Linked DNA regions of Mus musculus: region 1 is linked to region 2. A link is a contact called in public capture Hi-C data. All regions are on one chromosome and are shown on one strand. Each heading gives the region's core, a stretch centred on a gene start, on an enhancer-like site or on the middle of the called end of the contact. The rest is flanking DNA. Distances are from core to core; before and after follow the strand shown.

Region 1 (2,700 bases), core at 114-2,613, 820 kb before region 2:
ATAGAGACCAAGTTCCCTAGACAGAATGGCTGTCTTCAGACACATTCCCTGACTGGCCTCAGCTGTACCTGGACATCAAGACACTGTGCCTGGCACACACAATGCTCTCAACAGGGCTGGGGGAAGTCACTCAGGTGATGTCAAAGGCAGGCCACAGAAGGGAGAGGACACGGGTGGGTGCATGACTGCTATGCTTTGTAGCCCGGATGACCAAAGTGGCCCTGTCAGTGTTAGGGCTTGATGGTTCTTCTCTGATGGCTGCATTATGGGATCTGTAACTAGCATCCCAGATTCGACCCATTAAATAACAGTGAAGCCCCGTGAGCTATGGCAAATGTGTCTGCATCCATTAACAAGTCTGTATGGAGGAGAAATGGTGGCAATGTCGCCCCAGCTGGCAGTAGCTGGATTGTGGTGTTAACAGTGTCCAGTAGCCTCGGTAGCCCCGGCCTCCTCCCATGGCCTCAGACCCTGCACTCTGTGATTCCCCTGATCTCTTTCTCAAAAGGTTTCACTACTAAAACCTGTGGGCCTGCTTCCCTGTTCTTTCAAAATATGAGTGAATTCAAATTCAATTATTAATGACAAAAGATCCCATCTATTTACCTCCACACTCCCTCAATTGTTACTGGAGCTCTTAGAAGCAATCCTTTAGCAGGAATGCTGTGTCACAAAGACTCAAGACAGCACCGTCAGGGAGGAGGACAGTGACATTTTACGTGATCCGTGCTACAACAAGCAGCTGAGCACTTGGGCCTCAGCTCAGCGAGCTGGTGGTTCCCTCATGCCGGAGGCACAGAGGCCTGCACGGGTGCCCAGGCCGCCCTTGGAGGATGACTCAAAAACCATAAATGAGAATGTTGAAGGCTTGGGCCAGGAAGTTGCATAGCTGTAATCCCAGAAAGCTAAGGCAGGAGGATTATATAACCTAGGCTACATGGTGAACCAACCTCCACACCCCCGTGTGTGTGTGTGTGTGTGTGTGTGTGTGTGTGTGTGTGTGTGTGTGTTTGTGTGTGTGTGTGCGTGCATGTGTGTGTCCCTCTGTTCCCCTCAAAAAAGAAGGAAGGAAAAGAAAGATAAATAAGGAAAGGGGGAAGATTTTGAAGATTTTAAGCACTACCAAACCCAAGTCTCACCCTGAAACCGGTGTGTAGTCCCCACCTCCCGCTTTTCTCAGAGACCCCTGGCTGGCACCACAAAGGGGGTGAGGAACAAGGGGCCAGAGCCCAGGTCAAGAGCACACTCAGGAGATCTCTGCTGGCTTCCTGGCCTCCACAAGCTGGAGCAGCCTGTGACCTGGAGGCATTCCTCAGAAACAGTCACCAGCAGTGAGTCAGCTCAGCCGAGAGGCTCTAATGCAATTGCTTATTCACAACTACAGTTTTAGCACAATGGAGCACAGCTAAGAGCTCTGAGAAGCCCACCCACCTATGACATGCCAGTGAGCTGCTCAGCCCCCTCTGGTGGATGTCCTGTTAGTCACAGACAGCATCTGGCCCAGCTCCCCTATCTCCCCCCCTTTTGTATCTCCAGACATTTTACTAAACAGACACTGAGTCAGAATAAGTCGGTTTAGCAATTAAAATCTGTGTGGGGGCTGCCTCAGGGAGCATGTGGCGGGTCTGGAAATAAATATCCCTCCAGTATGGATCGTGCACACAGTGCAGAAGCCTAAATGTAATATGCATGAAGCTGCTCAGGGGCTGAGCCCACGATATGACTCCTCCTTTAGCAGGGATAGGAGGAGCTGCCATCCGCTTGCAAGGATGAATCGTGTGGTATAGGATGAACTGTCCTTAGGCAGAAAGAGCACTGTGATTCTGTCAAAGGAAACATGGACTTGACTCTGAAAGAAGAAAGTCCCACGAGGAACCTTGTTCAGGCAAGTTCAGCCTCAGACAACATCCATTACACTAAACCCAGGATGCTCAAAGAAACAGCCAGGTAGCCTGCACACACATTTCCAGCCCGTACTCTGGGTCTGGATCTATTTGGATACTTCTGGTAGGGGCCACAGAGACCACCTACAGCTCCAGATGGGAGAAAAAGCTGCCAATAACGGTGCCTCTGGTTGCAAGCCTGTTATCTGGCCAGCCACAGGGCCCTTCAGACTGGGTCACTTTTATCCTTTGCAGGTGAGAGCAGAGACACCTGGGAAACTGGAGGACTGCCTTTGCTTGCCAGTGTTCCCACTTAATGTCCACAAGGACCACCCACTCTGCTACAAAGTTCCTGGATTACAGGCTGTACCCTGGGCAGCTGGTGCAAACATCTGGCACCTGGGATATAGGCAGATTGTCAGATGTGCACACTCTTTCAGTCACCTGCCATCCCCACCCCCACCCCCACCCCATCTCCTTGAATCTCTTCCCCAGCCACCTCCTCTTAGCAGCAGCATAGACCTGCAATGTCAAAGGCAGCAAGCCCAGGCAAGACAGTGCCCTCCACACACCGCCTTTTCTGCACACTCTTGTAAGCCAAAGAGGGGCAACACATGGCCAAACGTCCCTGTTGCAAGATTCTGCTACACCAGTGGTTCATTCTTACGTCACAGACTCTTCTGAGAAGATAGTGAAAGCCAAAGATTCTTTGCCCAGGAAGAGAAAAAAAAAAAAAAGCATTTTCTCTTGGTACTGAAGAGGTGGCTCAGCGGTTAAGAGCACTGACTTCTTTTCCAAAGGTCCCGAGTACAAGTCC
Region 2 (2,700 bases), core at 64-2,563:
TAAGAGCCCATCCTGTCCTCAACTCTTTCAGGGCTCCAGACTTTGCAAGAACAAATTCTGTCCTGGCTTCACCTGAGCTGCACACAGGTTTTCTTTGCAACACTACAGTTCTGAAGAACAGGAACCCTGGGATTTCGTCTTCTCCAGACGTCGTCACGTCACACCCCCACAAACTATACACTGCCAGTGTTAATAAGCAGTAGAGTGGCCCCAGACAATGGCCGTGCTTACTTAGGTATGCGTCCCTAGGGCTGATGTCTGACTCCATAGTACAGCTGAGCAGGTACAGTTGTACTGACTCTTAGTTCAAAGGAGTTGCCATTTGGCCCTTTACAGAGACACATTGCCAAAGTGATACTGCAACCCACACAATCCTTAAGATAGTGTTGGCGCAAACAAGGCAGACAGGCTTTCAGTAAGGTGGACGTTTACCCCTAAAGAGATTAATTGGCTTGGGTGTCCAGGGAGCCCCAGTGTACCAGAGTGCTGGAGAGGAGGGAACAGGGTTAACAGCCAAGCCACATAGGAGGGGGATATCTTCAGAAAGCTCTAGGCCTATGAGGGGTCTGGTCTTCTGCTCTAAGGAGCCTGATTATGGCTTCAGAGGAGTAGCATTCAGCTTGGCTCATTAGAAGACCCTTTGTCACCAACCCCAAGCCTGCTCCTCTCTTTCTCTCCAGCCCTAAATAAGTTTGGTTTTGTGTGTATGGAAACCGGTTGTTATCCCAGCTGGTCTCAAACACCTGCATGTAAGTGCTTCTGTCTTGGCCACCTGAGTTGCTGAGGCTATAGTTTCTCTCCAGTCTTTTTAGCACAGCATATCTTGCCTATAGTTTGGAGACCTGAAAACTCTTCCCCGGGTCTGGGATGGGTTGGGGGGAGGTGTGCCCCTCCTGACATACCTACATCACTACCTTAAGGTATGGAGAGGAGCAGCCAGTAGGACCAGCAGTTAGCCAGTAGGGAGAACTTTCTGTGACTGAGCACTCTGGGTGTTCTCAGACTCCCTTACTTTGGCAATGTGACTTGAGGTTAGTAACTTATTGGGAGCAAGATGAGGCTGGCTATCTGGCCTCTCCTTGTTTGTTATCACAGTGGGAGGGCTGGTCTTGGACTGCAGACCAAAAGGATTTGAAAAAAACTCTTGAAGGCCCTAAGGTGCCACCCTTGGAGGCATCTGGGATGGCTTGTCCTGTGCACGACAGGATCAGACAGCACATGGTGACATTGTCCCTGGAGCTGGGAACCCTCTCTGCAGCAGTCTGGCTGTCTCAGCCCCATAGTGCTACAGACTTCCCCCGCCTCCCAGGCAGGGCCAAGCTGCCAGCTGCCTGCAAGGCTTATTGTTCAGCAGTGACAAGAAATGGCTGCAGAGCACAAGCTGGAGAAAGGCTGGAGGCAAAGTGGGGGAGGGGTGGTAGGCTGAGGAAGCTCTCAATGCCCCTAGCACAAGCCTGTGTTCCTGGGAGAAGTCTGAGAGGAACCCAACCTTAGGGAGTCAGGCCCCTCCCTCCTCGGCCCGACAGGCTTGTCTTTCAGATGTGGGAAGTGTGTCGCCCCGTTTCTGCACCCAAGCAGAGGAGAAGGCTGCCTCGGGATTCAGCTGAGTGGCTGAAGACAGAGCCATGTGGCCTGCACTTTGGCAGGCTGAGGCAAGTCAGCCCGATCCATGCTCCCCTTGCAGTTGGGTCTGGAGAGGGTCCAGAGATGAGAACAGTTTCTGATGTGTGCACAGCTACCAAGTGTTTTCCAGACAGCTGTGAGTGTGCCGATTTGGGGGGTGTGTGGCCTGCAGCACTAGCGGGTGCTTCAGTCATGCCCATCCCTGCTGAAGGCTTGGGGAGACTTGGAGAGGTTGAGCCATGAAAACCTTGGGATCAGCAGCCGGCCATAGGAGGAAGTCTCTGCAACCGAAATCACCAGGGACCAAAGCCACTGGGAGAGGCGAATCTAGCGTCTCTACCTACCGAGGAGAATCTCCCTCCCATAGCCCCAGACATATGCCGACCCACCGTGGAGGGGATGACTGATGTAGTCACAGAGCCAGCGCCCACTGGGAGCCAAACCCTTGGTCTTGCCAGACCAGTCCTGATAAAGGGGAAACCTCGTCCTCCCATCTTTCTCTCTCTCACCTCTTTCCTCTTCGTCAGCCCCCCTTCATCCTGCATGCCTACTTGAAGTTGAATTTGGTTGGCACACAGACTCTGGCTTGTCCTCTGCATCATGGGGCCTTTGTCTGGGGGCTGGTCGGCTGGGCGTCCGCTCTGGGCTCGGAGACACTGGTGCTGCATTCTGTAGAGGGTCAGGCCCAGGATGGGGGAGGGATTCTGATCAGTCAGCAGCTGGGACTAGGGTTCCTTTGGAGGCAGGGTGTGTGCCTGCTCTGAGCAGCCCGGCACCCCAGCGGGCACCCCAGTGGCGAGGAAGAAATGCAGACCAGCTCCTCTGAGTACCGCCTCCCCAAGAGTCATCTCTGCGATACCCCAGCGGCCAGCCGGAAACGCAGAACCACGAGGGTGGGCAAAGCTATGTCTGGAAAGCATTTCTGTCTCAGATCACCGTCTTACTGAGGTTTTTTAAAAAGGAAAACCCCGGGTCCAGAAAGGTTTAGGTAAGGCAGCACAGCTGGCTCAAGAAGACATCTGAGTGTGCTGCAAGGCCCTTTCTGCACATTTGGGAACACACTGCTTTGCCTTCCAG

Evidence for each region. Capture Hi-C pulls out chosen DNA fragments and counts their contacts.
Region 1: a capture Hi-C map of embryonic stem cells shows a contact between it and region 2, with 4 times the contacts expected there. The contact joins two enhancer-like sites. A contact is called at or near these places in 3 of 484 Hi-C or Micro-C datasets (CD4 T cells and embryonic stem cells), 4 of 115 datasets of contacts at active chromatin or transcription factors (astrocytes, craniofacial prominence and embryonic stem cells) and 1 of 9 other capture datasets (embryonic stem cells).

What each region holds. Positions count from the first base shown.
Region 1 is chr11:19,833,973-19,836,672 of GRCm38.p6, forward strand. No RefSeq gene overlaps it. Among named protein-coding and RNA genes, the nearest start is that of Spred2, 89 kb to the right of the region's middle. Within about 2 kb of position 1,364, at least 118 of the 459 cell types and tissues checked have an H3K27ac peak or open chromatin away from gene starts, as enhancers often do. A contact at or near this core is called in astrocytes and embryonic stem cells, where this site is marked.
Region 2 is chr11:20,654,573-20,657,272 of GRCm38.p6, forward strand. No RefSeq gene overlaps it. Among named protein-coding and RNA genes, the nearest start is that of Sertad2, 24 kb to the left of the region's middle. Within about 2 kb of position 1,314, at least 172 of the 459 cell types and tissues checked have an H3K27ac peak or open chromatin away from gene starts, as enhancers often do. A contact at or near this core is called in astrocytes and embryonic stem cells, where this site is marked.